Linked DNA regions of Ovis aries: region 2 is linked to region 1. Evidence: chromatin contacts called from public Hi-C data. All regions are on one chromosome and are shown on one strand. Each heading gives the region's core, a stretch centred on a gene start, on an enhancer-like site or on the middle of the called end of the contact. The rest is flanking DNA. Distances are from core to core; before and after follow the strand shown. Region 1 holds the start of LSM4 (LSM4 homolog, U6 small nuclear RNA and mRNA degradation associated). Region 2 overlaps IQCN (IQ motif containing N).

Region 1 (6,318 bases), core at 2,845-5,344:
GCACCGCCAGCAGCTCCAAGCCGCCCCATGGGCAGGTCCCGCGGTTGCCCTGCTGCACAGAAGGTGTGGGTTTAGTCGCTCAGTGGTGTCTGACCCTTTGTGACCCCATGGCCTGTAGCCCACAGGCTCCTCTGTGCATGGGACTTTCCAGGCAAGAGTTCTGGAGTGCAAAGGCATGGGGCCCAACTGCCAACTGTGCTGACACCAAGTTCTAGAACAGGCAGAACGCACGTAGGGTGGCCATAAAGTCTGCAGAGACGCCTGCACCTGGGTGGGGGGCAGGGGGTGGTGCAAGTAGCTCATAAAGGACATAAGGGGCTTCTGCAATGCAGAAGAGCAGAGAAGGCGCTGAGAATGTTCTAGATTTCAACTGGGCTCAGGCGCCACAGAGGTACACAGGCGTCAAACATCATGAAGTTAGACAGCTGCGTGCACTCAGGGTACCTGGGGGCGGCTCCAGCTTTTTAAAAGGGAAAGGTTGGCATCTTTTTAGCTGGGCAATGGTGGAGAACCCAACCCTGTCTCATAAAGTAAAGGAAGAAAATTGAAAGACTTCTAGAGGCAAGGTCTGGAGAGAGGGTTGACTGAAATACAAAGTGGATCTCCCCTCCAGCAGCAGGAAGAGAAGCTGCCATCCTTCACCATCCCCGTCCTGATGCTCCAAGGGATTTCCAAAGATTGTTTAATTGATTTTTCTCCTATTTAGATGCAGATCATAGTGTCTGGGGGCCCGGGAACTCAGACACTCGGCTTTGTATCCACTCAGCCCCGTGAAGGCTCCTGTCTGAAACTCGCACAAAGCCAGACACACACGCCTTGAGAAACACGCTGTTTCCTTTTTGTCTGGGGCTCCAGGGAGCGGGTGCAACGAGCAGGGCCTCAGACACGCTCCCATCTGTGGAGTCCCGGGGATCCCGTCCCTCTGTCCTGCTTCCAAAGTGGGGTGAATTTTTTTTAAAAAAGGGAGATGAATGTGGCTGAGATTTTGAGGTCTGAAAGAAGGGAGATAAAAAAACATGGGGGTTTCCCAACTAGGTGTTGACACACTAAGGTTTCAACTTGGCTTTTTCTCCAAATTCAGGGCTCTGGAGTGGAAAGCCAGGGCGGGGGGCGGGCGGGTGCTTTAAATCAAGCAGCTAATGGGCTAGGATTAACACTAGTTTGGCTCGAGTCTCTGCAGATCTGATTTATATAAGGAGAAAACGTTTCTCTCTTTCTCTCTGCCCATTGTTCCCTAGTCTGTCTCTCCAAATGCCCCAGCTGACAAAGAAACTAGAAGGCTTGGGACAACAGGAAGGACTCCCCCCTCCCTGCCCTCAATATGCAGTCTTTGCTTCAGCTGCCCAGAGGCAACACAGATCACTGCAATCCCTTCTATAAGGTTGCCACAATTCCCAATATTCACTGGCTGGGGCATGGGAACTCTTGAAGAGAGGCCATTCTGGTTTCTGAGCTGGATGACCTCAAATAACTCTCTGTGGGCCTCAGTTTCCTCATCTGTAAAGTGGGCACAAGAATAAACACACCTAAGGGTTGTTGGAAGAATTCAGTGCTCTAGGCAGAAAAAATGCCTGGCGCAGAACAAGCTCTCAACAAACATTAGAGCAGTTAACTATCTGAGCAGGAATATCTGTCAGACTGGTAACATCTCTCTCCAGGAAGCTTCACGGGAGACGCTCTCTTCGTAGGTTGCTTGCTTTCTTTGGCACCAAATATTGCCAGGGGAAGCCCAGCCTGATTCCTCCCCTCTGGATTCAGTTACCTGGACCGCAATCCAGCTGGCATTCACAGTATGTTCCCCAAAAGGGCCGAATCCTGGAAAAAAAAGTAAAAGCAGCACATCACCACCCAGAGGCCCCTCCTGGCCTGCCCAGGGCCAGGCGGCTGCGTGTGTCCACAAGAACGGAGCGCGGAGCTTCGGGAGCAGCCCTCCCCGGGGACAATGCCAGGGGCCTTGTCCAAGTTCTGGGGTGCACCCAGTGGTCCCTTCAGAGCGCCCTGCCACATAACTGTTCTTAACTGAAGTTGTGAGTCCTATCTTGTTCTCACTCTCACCTGATCTTGTGTCGGCAAGGGGCCAGCGCCCCCTTTTTGCTCCAGAAAAGGCTGACTTTTTTCCCCTCTCAGTTTCTTCCCCTATCCTTGATCCCCAAATATAACTGTTTCATCACTGTCTTTGTGCACCTTTCCTGGACTCTGGAATTACAGGGCTGGAGGTGCTCCATGATTCACGGTCTGATAAGGAATGGCCCTTCAGGAAGGTACGTTGGTATCTCCCAGGTCAGGCTGTCTAGGCACCATCCCTTCATCCTCTTCCCTAGTCACTGGGCCCCATTTATTTACAAACCAGACTGTACCTGAAGATGTCCCAGGTGCTCATGCCCTGTGGCCTTCAGCCCCCCTGTGCCTCCCTTTCAAAGGGTGTTTCCTGACTGAAGCACAGAGAGGTGAAACCAGCTGTCCAAGGTCACACAAGGAGAAGGAAGAGCATGGATTCAAACCCAGACCCAGCAGAGTCTGTGGCCTGCCTCTTCTGACCAACCCAAACACATTAAAACATAAATCTCTTGAAGAGAGGCTGTCCTTGATCACGTGTCATGGGTCACTCCAGCTGGGCCAAGTGCCCCAGGTGGTATCATGGCCCTGGGAGGAATACATGGGCTGGAACAGCAGGGGGGCCCCATGTAGGGCCAGAATCTCTCTACCCCTTTCCTCCTCCTGCATGGACCAAATATGGGTCCCAGCTCAGCCACTGACAAACAAGGGCACCTCTGTGACCCTCGGTTTCCCCTTCTGCAAAATGAGACAGTAAAGATGTAATAACCTCAGGCCAGAAAAATGTCCCTCCCAGGGCCGCCGCCAGAGTTAGCCCTAAAGTAATAAACGAGCAGACACAGGAGGGCTGCAGGGGAGAGTGACCCTCCGGCAACTTGACACACCTGTCAGGTAAGTGGCTTCTTCCATCTTCCTGGGAATTCCAGGACCAGCCCGGACCTTCCTGGGCCACACACCACCTGTTTGAATCTTGGCCGGATTTCTCACTCTCACCCCTCGCGACGGTCCCCCTCCCACCCCCCGCAGAGGCCCGGCGGAAGTTGACGCCCACGAGGCTCCGAGGCGGAGTCTCTCAGAGGGGGAGGCGCAGTTAGTTTCGGGGAGTTGGCGACAGAGGAGTGGGGGGGGGGTGGGGGGAAGCCGGCTTAATCACAAACAGCCCGGGCAGGAAAGATTTTGATCAAGACAGTCCCTGAAACAACCGGAAGAACGGCCGGCAACCCGAAGTTCCCCGAACTCCGCCTGCCCCCGCCTCGGGGGAGCAGCCCCTCATTAGCGCAGGGTTCGGGGAGCAGTGTCTGGCAAGACGTTCATTTGTCACCGGGGCACTTCCTGCCCGCAAATCGACCTTTGTCCCCTGGGACCGGGGGTGGTGTCAAACCCGACCTCGGGAGGGCAGACACAACAAACAGGTGTCCGGAGGGTCAGTGTCCCCAACGGGGAGAGGAAGGACGCCCAGGGGCCTGCTCCGTGCAGGGCCTTTGCCAGGACCCCCACGTCCTTGGCTGCCCCGACCCCTGACAGTGGGACCACAGGGGCGCCCCCTTCTCCACGTTCTCCGTTTCGCGCGGACTGCGCTGGGCTCCCTCGGGCGATGACACCTTCCAAATCTGAGGCGACTTCTAGCACCTGCCCCACCCGGGCCGCCGCGTCCCTCCGCGCGACGCGCCTCGCCGCCTCCCGAGCCGCCCCACCCAGCCCTGCCCCAGGACGCCGCCACCGCGGCCGCCATCCGCGCGATGCCCTCGTACCCGTGACCACCACCGCCTTCCTGGGTTGCTCCATGGCGGGCTCAGGCTGTGCCTCTGACCGGTTCCCGGTCTGCGCGGGCGAGTCAGCTGCCGCGGCTCGGACCCGCGCCGCCCCGCCCCCGAGCCCGGCCCCGCCCCGCCCCCGAGCCCGGCCCCGCCTCGCCCCCGAGCCCGGCCCCGCCCCGCCCTCGAGCCCGGCCCCGCCCCGCCCCCGCCAGGCCCCGCCCCCGTTCGGGCAGCCGAGCGTGCGCGTGCCCGGGCCCGAGACGCAGCGTGCGCGCCGCGTCCATAACTCTCCGCTGAGAAGTGCGTGGCTGTTCGTCGTTCCCAACCTGTTTCCCCACCTGCAGGATTCGGACGGTTCGCTTCGCAGGCTGTGGCCTCTCGAACTCCCTGAGTCATGCCTTGGGGACGAGCTGATCATTTAGTCCACAAATGTTCACAGATCGCTTGCTGTGAATTATATCGGAGCCCCCCTTCCATCTCCCTGTGAGTAAGGCTCTTTTTCCCCGTCCCTTTGATAGAGAAAGCTGAGGCATAGTTCGGAAAGCCACTCAACTGAAGCCTCCTGGGGCTACATATGCGGCATTCAGGCCAGGAGTTTGAGGCGGGGGGAAGGAAATAAAGTGAAAACACTGCACAGCTGGGTGGTGCCCTAAGCAGGCTCCTACGTTGAGAAGGAGGCTGATGTGGCCCCAGAGACCAGGCCTTCCCCTGCTTGTTTCTCCAGTACACAGCTGCTGCTCTAACCCCAGGAGTCCTCCAAGGGCCCAACCTCAGGGCCTTTGCACTTGCTGTTCCCTCTGCCTGGAACGTGTTCTGAAGATTCCTGCGAAACCAAATGCCTCTCCTTCAGAACTCAGCTGGAGCATAAACTCCTCCTAGGTTTCCGCCTCACCTCGGCTGAAATCCCTATCCCACTTCACCACCACCCTAGTAGGTCCATCTCATTTCCTTGTTCCACTCTCTTCAGAGCAGCAATCACATTCAGAAATCATCCCTTTAGGGGCCCTGCTGTTCTGATTTATTTCCCACTTCCTGCCCTAAATTCCAGAGTAGGGGCATGTCTCCATTAGAGCCTTGTGCCTGGCACACAGTAGGTCCCCAGTCCACGTTCATCAGAGGTCAGAATTCATCCCAAGATAGCCAGAAAAATAACGCTGAGTTTCTGGCCACATCCTTAGAAACAGGGCTGGACCTTGGAGTTGGGTCACTGACCTCTCATTCCAAGCAGCCTTGGCCTGGATTAACCAGGGTGCTGACCAAGGACTGTCAGTCTCTGACCCAGGCCTCAGAATACCCAATGCAGCATTCTCTGAACTGCCCAAAGCCTTGTTTGTAAACTCAAGCCCGAGATCACATACTTAGTGGCTATTTTGGTCTCTGGCAGCTTCAGGTAGAATTCAGAAAATCTGAGATCTTGCCTGGGCTGGCTTGGGAGTGAGACCTCAGCCAATGGGAAGAAGAGAACAGAACTAAAATCTTAACCAAGATCAGATTTTATCATTCAAACATGTAATAAGTGTCTGGGATGAAGTGCATGCATTGCTAGAAGCTGGGGGTTTGGAAAGAGAGAAGCCACAGTGGGTGTCATTTTCCCCCCATTGCAATGGGGCAGTAATACAGGGAAACTGTTAACACCCAGAGTCAATGGTGATCAGAGAAACTGAGTCACAAGCTACTGCCGCGAGTGACTGGGGATGAAAGCTCGTGTTCAGTGGATGCAGTGCCCACTTAAGCATATCACTAGTGTTCTTTTTTAAGGTCTTTTAAAAAAAATATTTGTCTGTGCCAGGTTTTAGTTGTGGCACTCAGGACCTTCACCCTTCGCTGTGGCATGTGGAACCTTTAGTTGTGGCATTCAGGATTTTTAGCTGTGGCGTTCATACACTTGGTTGCAGCATGTGGGATCCAGTTCCCTGCCCAAGGATCAAACACAGGCCCCCTGCATTGGGAATGCAGGGTCTTAGCCACTGGACCACCAGGGAAGTCCCTAGTGTGTGTGTGTGTGTTTGTTTTTAATATCACAAAGCCTCGGAGGGAGGAACTGTTCTTATCCCATTTTGCAAGTGAGGAAAAGGAACCTAGAGCCGCTAAGTTGCTTGTCCCAAGTCACACATGGAAGGGGCTGGGACATGGATCAGGAATAACTGAGTCCTCAGGGACAAGCGGGGTGAAAGAAAGTTGGCTGGAAGAGCCAAATTGTGAGTTCACAGTCTGGCTTACAACAGTGTAGCCAGCAGCGCAGGGCCTGTGAGAGCCCTAGGTAAAGGGAAGGGGATGGATAGAGAGCTTTTTTTAAAAAAAAAAAAGATGGTTACATTGGAAAGCCACTCCTGCAAAGTCATAGCTACTGTGGAAAAGTTTGGCCATTCTTTAAGAGGTTAAACATAGTTACCGAAGGCCCCAGCAATTCTCCTAGGGATGCTCCCAAAATAATTACAAATAAGTGTCCAAATACTGTGAAAGTTTTTGAATGTTCATGACAGTACAATTCAGGATCACCAAAAGG
Region 2 (5,791 bases), core at 278-2,777, 63 kb after region 1:
GATCCAACCCCAGCCATGCCCAGGGCCCATGATAACCATCACCAAAACCTCACCCCAGCCCTGCCCGGCGACCCAAGGGACCAAGACCCCAGCCCCAATGCGACCAACAGCCTCCATGACCAACACTACACCCCAGACACGACCGGCGAAGGCCGCGATGACGAAGGCCCCACCCCAGCTATGCCTCCTGGCCTCGATGATCAGGTCTCCAACTCTGACACGGCCTGCGGCCACAGCGACCAAAGTCCCGCCCCAGCCGTGTGCAGTGCCCTTGCCGACCAAGATCCCGCCCCAGACGCGCCCAGCACCCATGGGGACCAAGACCCCACTGCAGACGTGTCAGATGGCTACAATGAGCAAGACCCCATCTCATCAGATGTTCCAAGGAGCCACGGCGGCGAAAACTGCTCCTCCCCAGACGCGCCTGGCCGCCATGATCACCAAGACTCCAGCTCAGTTACGCTCAGTGGCCACCATCCTCAGAACCCTGTGCCTGCCCCCTTCAGCAGCTGGAAACCTCAAGCCTCCGTTCTCAGCAGCGGCGACAGCTGGAATTTCCGACACCTCATCCCACACGTGTCTAAGTGGACCAAAGGCCAGGGGCGCAATGAACGCAAGACAGGCGACAGGGGCTGTCAAGGTCTCGTCCCGCTCATACTTGACAGAGAGAAAAGTGGAATGCTTTCCCGCATCGCATCTGGGGGCTGGGGCTCCCAAGCCTCCAGCCGGGCCTCCTTTGGAAGGCGAGAAAATCAAGGTCTTCTCCCAGAAACAAGGCAAAACAGAAACCGCGTCTCACACCAGTATGGCCGTGGAAATGCCCGGGGAGCTGACCTGGGCAAAAGTGGCCAACGACAGGACCAAGCGGGCACATCCGAGGACGGATGCCTTGAAGGTTCAATCCCGGATGTACGGGCCTGCGAGAACCGCTGGGGCGCCTCTGAGCACATGTCTGCCTCAAGCGCAACTGGCCCCTTGTTCAACCACAGGCTTGCCTCAGGCCCATCTGCTGGCTGAGCTGACTAAGGCCCTGCCCCAGGAGCACGTGTCTGCCAAGCTGGCCAAGGCCCAGGGCCAAGGACATCCACCGGCCCAACCGCCAGCAGCCGTGGCCCAGCCACACCTGAGTGTGTGTCTGTCTAAGACGCTGTCCCAGGCACACCTGCCCGCCAAGCTCATGAAGGCGCAGTCCCAGGCCCAGCTGGCCACGGCAGTGATCAAGGTGCAGTCCCAAGGGCACCTCCCCACCGGACTGACAAAGGCGCAGTCCCAGGCCCAGCTGGTCACAGATACAGCTAAGAGCCTCTATGCGGCCCACCAGGCTGCTGAACTCAGCAGCAAGACGCAGTCGCAGCCACTCCTGGTGGGCTTCAAGGCTTCCACCCAGCCCTGCCAGCACACTGGCGCTCTGCCCCGAGCCAAGCCAGAAGACAGACTACTGAGCCAGCTCCCATCCCACAGCTACGTGCAGGGCAAGGCCACCCTGGGCCTGCGCCAGGGGGCCGCTGAGACCCAGAACATGCTGGTGCCTCTGCTGGCCTCTGCTGGCCACACCACGTGCAACGCTGACTCCTGGGGGGATAGCAGGGCTGCCCGGGCCCAGCCGTCAACCACCAGCGCACCCCCGCCCAGCCAGGAGGAGCTAGCGGCCTCCCAGCTCGCCTCCCTGTGTGCTGAGCTGGCTGCTGTGCTGGGATCCCAGGAGGACCTCCGCGCCTTGCTGGCTAAAGCCCTCTCCCAGGGGGAAGTGAGGGCAGCCCTGAACCAGGCCCTGTCCAAAGAAGTCTTGGGAGCCACGATGGCCAAGGCCTTGCCCCAGGGCATCCTGGGCACGGTGCTGGTGAAGGCACTCTCCTGGGGCGAGCTGGGCACCAGCCTGTCCCGCGCACTGTCCCGGGGCGAGCTCACTAAGGCCATTCAGAGCAGACTGGCGGACGTGCTTAGCAAAGCCCTGACGGAGGAGGAGCGTGCCACCTTGAGCCAAGCCCTGTGTCAGGGTGAGCTGGGTGCAGTCCTCAGCCAATCTCTCTCTCAGGCAGCCCTGAGGTCTGGAGTCGGCCTCCCCAAGGCTACCTCAAAAACGGTGGGAAGTGGGATGACTGTGATGCCGGCCCCCGTGGAGGTGGACTGCAGGGGGAGCCTGTCGGCCGTGTGGGGGCCCACCCTGGGCCCCATGAGACTACAGCCCAGCAAGGTTAGGGTTCCCTGGGGTGGGGCCTGGGAGGGTTTTGTCACAGGCTGGCCCTCCGGGTTCTTGGAAGAGAGGGGGGATGGGGCTATGCTCGGGGGGCCACCCTGCTCATCCGTGGTCTCGGTAGGTGCCTCCTTGATTGCTGGAGTGATCACCATTCACCAGTATCCCCCTATTTCTGCCCCGGGTCCCACTCTGTCATGGGAGATGGGACCCAGCAGGAGCCCCTTAAATCTGTACCTGACCCCCAGGGTCTGTGAGGAAAGAGTGTGCCTGCACCCCAGGGCGAGTGAATTGGCATCAGCTCTCGGCCCCACAGTGAGTGACGTAGACCCCAACTTGCCCAACATGCCCCACCAGCAGCCGTCCTCCAGTCTGTGGCAGCCACTCCTTGCTAATGGCGTGGGCCCGAGCACCAGCCGGCCGTCACTGGCCACTGACAGCTCAACCACAAGCGCCCACAATCCACACGAGGTCAGCAGGGTGGCCCCACACACAAGGGCATCCCCAGGGGAGTGCAGGCTAGCACCGGGCAAGCTTCCCAGCACCGCAGCTCGTGGGAGGGGCACCCACTCCCACAGCTGTGCCGCCAACTATGGGGGGTCTGTTTGCTGGTGTCAGCCCTCAGGGATCAGCAGGGTACCCCCCAGTGGGGGCCAGCCCCAAGGGGCCAAAGTTCCGCAACAGCTACCTGTGGTCCCCAAGGAGACCATGCAGAGAACTCGGTCCCCGAATCATAAACGAGCCTGCAAGGGCCCTAGGCAGGTGACCAAAGAGACGAGCTCAGCTCCGCCACAGGCCGCCACAGTGAGCAAGGCACAGCTGCACGCCCCCAAGGCCTGCACCATAAGCGCAGGTCCGTGGCCCGACTCCGTGGCTCCTGGTCGTTGCTCGGCGCCCAAGCGACGGGATCAGGTGGATCCCGGTCTGTTCCAAGCCTCCCCAGGCAATAAGCTGACACCCACCCTTTCCCGAACAGCCATCCCTGGGAAGGAGAAGAATCAGACTCGGGGTAGCCTTTCCAGGGCACATGGCCTGCAGGAGGGGATAACTGGCCACATACTTGGTGAGCTGGTGGCCAGTATGCCGCAAGGTCCAGACAATGAGCTGTGCAGAAGCGCCTCCCAGGGCTCCACAGACTACGGCCTAGATATGAGCAATTCCCAGAGCTCACTGCGCAGCTGCAGCTCACTCAGCCTTTCCACCACGTCTATGGCCAGTATGGCTGTTGTCGACGTGGTGGAGGAGGAGCCCTGGGAAGCCAGCTTGGACAGGGACTTTGATCTAAATGCTCTCCTCTCTGCAGAGGCCGTAGAGAGGTCCCAGGGACCCAGGAGTGTGGGAGAGACTGAGGGCGCAGGTCACAGGCACCTGGCCCCAAGCCTCCATGACCAGTCTTCTGCAGACCCAGAGCTGATTCCCATTCTACATCAGAGCTCACTGGCCAATCATATGACGCTGAGTGTCCACTGGGACTCAGAGGATGAGGGAGACGTGTCCTCAGATCAGAGCTCCATGAATCTGAAGGAGAGTTTGTCCCAGGCACCCTATGGGAATCTGTTGGCCAGAAGTTTGTCATTGAGTAATGTGGCCTCTACTGTCTATGAGCAGCCGTCTGTGGCTGGTAGGTTGGCCTCATGCCTATCTCAGCCTATAGTAGCCAGTAAGGTGGCCTCAAATCCAGGCCAGCTCTCCATGGCCAGTAGAATGACCAGCAGCCTATCTGAGCCATCGGTGGTCAATAAGCGGACTCCCAGCTTAGGCCAGATGTCCAGGACCAAGAAGGTGTCCCTCAGCCTAGGCCAGCGATTGATGGTTGAGGGGGTGGTTCCCAGCTTTTCACAGCCACTGATGGCCTGCAAACTGGCCCTGACCCTACCCCAGCCATCTATGACCAGTGGGGTGGCCCCCAAGCTCAGCCAGCCACCTGTGACTAGTGGGGCAACCCCCATACTTGCCCAGCCACCTGTGACCACTGGGATGATCCCCAGCCTTGCCCAGCCAGCTATGACTACTAGGGTGGCCCCTAGCCTAGCCCAGCCACCCATGACTAGTGGAGTGGCCCGCAGCTTAACCCAGACATCTGTGACTGGTGGGGTTGTCCCCAGCCTAGGCCAGGCATCTAAGGTTTCTGGGGTAGAGCCCAGTCTAGCCCAGTCACCTATGACCACCAGGGTGGCCCCTAGCCTAAGCCAGCCATCTTTGAGCTTTGGAGTTTCCCCCTGCCACACCCAGCCATCTTTTACCAGTGGGATGGCCCCTAGCTTAGGCCAGCCTTCTGTGACTTGTATGGTGGGCCCCCGCCTAGCCCAGCCATTTGTGGCCTCTAGGGGCACCCCCAGCCTGGCCCAGCTACCTGTGATCAGTGGTGCAGGTTGTGCTATGAGTGAGCCGAGTTGGGCCCCCAGGATGAGTCCAAATTTACCATCATCGAGGGTGAATGCAGTGGCTCCCAGTCAGCACTATTCATCATTAGCCATTGAGGTCACCTCGGGTGCACCACACGCATCAGTGGCTAATGGCGCGGGCCAGGGTCTGAGCCAGCCAGCCGTGTCTGCTAGGGTGGACCCACGTCAAGATCCTCTGACGGTTAGAGGGGTGGCCCCGCATCCCCAGGCCCCTGAGTTCAGCGAGGTGGCCCTGGGCTTTCATCAGCTGCCTGGTATTGGTGGGAGGCACCCAAGAGTAACTGAACAACCTGCTGTCATCGTCTCAGCTCCAAACCTCTACCAGGCACCTGTGGCCAAGGCGGAGGATTCTTGTCTAGGCCAGGAAGCCAGTGTGTCTCCGTTCAGGGGCATGTCTGTGGGCAGATCCCAGGATGCCATAGCCTCCGACATGCTCCCAGATGTGTCTCGGGGGACTCTGGCTACTGGCATGTTCCTAGGTATGTCTCAGGTACCTGTGTCCCCTGGCAGATCCAGGAGTGTGGCCCCTACTATGGGCCCCAGACAATCTCGGATGAGCAGGGGCGTGGCTCCCAGGACATCCCGTGCCTCCGTGCCTGCCGCCCCTTTGACTCATGAATCGGCTAGGGTGGCTCTTGGCTTCTCTCAGGCTTCAGTGTCCGGTAGACTAGGTGCGAGTTCGTCTAGGTTTTCCATGACCACTGTAGGCCCCAGCATATCTCAGGTCAGCGTGGATCTTCCAGTATCTCTGGACCACCGGTGTCCTTCTGTGTCCACAATCTCCACCAGTTCCCAACAAGCTGCTGTTATCAGCCAGGAGCCTGCAGTGGGCATGCCCAGTGCTATGGCCCCAGGCTCTAGAGCTGGTGGCATGGCCTCTAGTCTACCCCCAGGGTCCATGATCAGAGACTTGGGCCAGAGCCTTCCTCCAGGGCCCATATTGAGTTGTGTGGCCCCCAGCCTTCCACCAGGTTATGTAGTCAATGGTGTAGTCCATACTCTTCCCCCAGGGTCCATGATCAGTGGCGTGGGCCTGGGCCTTCCCCCAGGGTCCGTGATCAGTGGCGTGGGCCTGGGCCTTCCCCCAGGGTCTGTGATCGGTGGCGTGGGCCAGGGCCTTCCTCCAGGGCCTGTGATCGGTGGCGTGGGCCAGGGCCTTCCCCCAGGGTCTGTGATCGGTGGCGTGGGCCAG

The links. Hi-C and Micro-C count contacts between places; a contact is called where the count stands out from the background.
Region 2: a contact with region 1 is called in a Hi-C map of mesenteric adipose tissue, with 2.2 times the contacts expected there. The contact joins the enhancer-like site here to the promoter of LSM4 in region 1. A contact is called at or near these places in 5 of 16 Hi-C or Micro-C datasets (blood, hypothalamus, mesenteric adipose tissue and 2 more).

What each region holds. Positions count from the first base shown.
Region 1 is chr5:4,667,201-4,673,518 of ARS-UI_Ramb_v3.0, forward strand. LSM4 (LSM4 homolog, U6 small nuclear RNA and mRNA degradation associated) reads left to right here and starts at 4,095. Exons shown (of 5, transcript XM_027969413.2): 1 at 4,095-4,295. PGPEP1 (pyroglutamyl-peptidase I) reads right to left here and starts at 3,862. Exons shown (of 4, transcript XM_042249626.1): 1 at 3,807-3,862.
Region 2 is chr5:4,732,809-4,738,599 of ARS-UI_Ramb_v3.0, forward strand. It overlaps IQCN (IQ motif containing N), which reads left to right. Exons shown (of 3, transcript XM_042249628.2): 3 at 1-5,791. Among named protein-coding and RNA genes, the nearest start is that of CIST1, 7.9 kb to the right of the region's middle. Within about 2 kb of position 1,528, at least 11 of the 54 cell types and tissues checked have an H3K27ac peak or open chromatin away from gene starts, as enhancers often do. A contact at or near this core is called in hypothalamus, where this site is marked.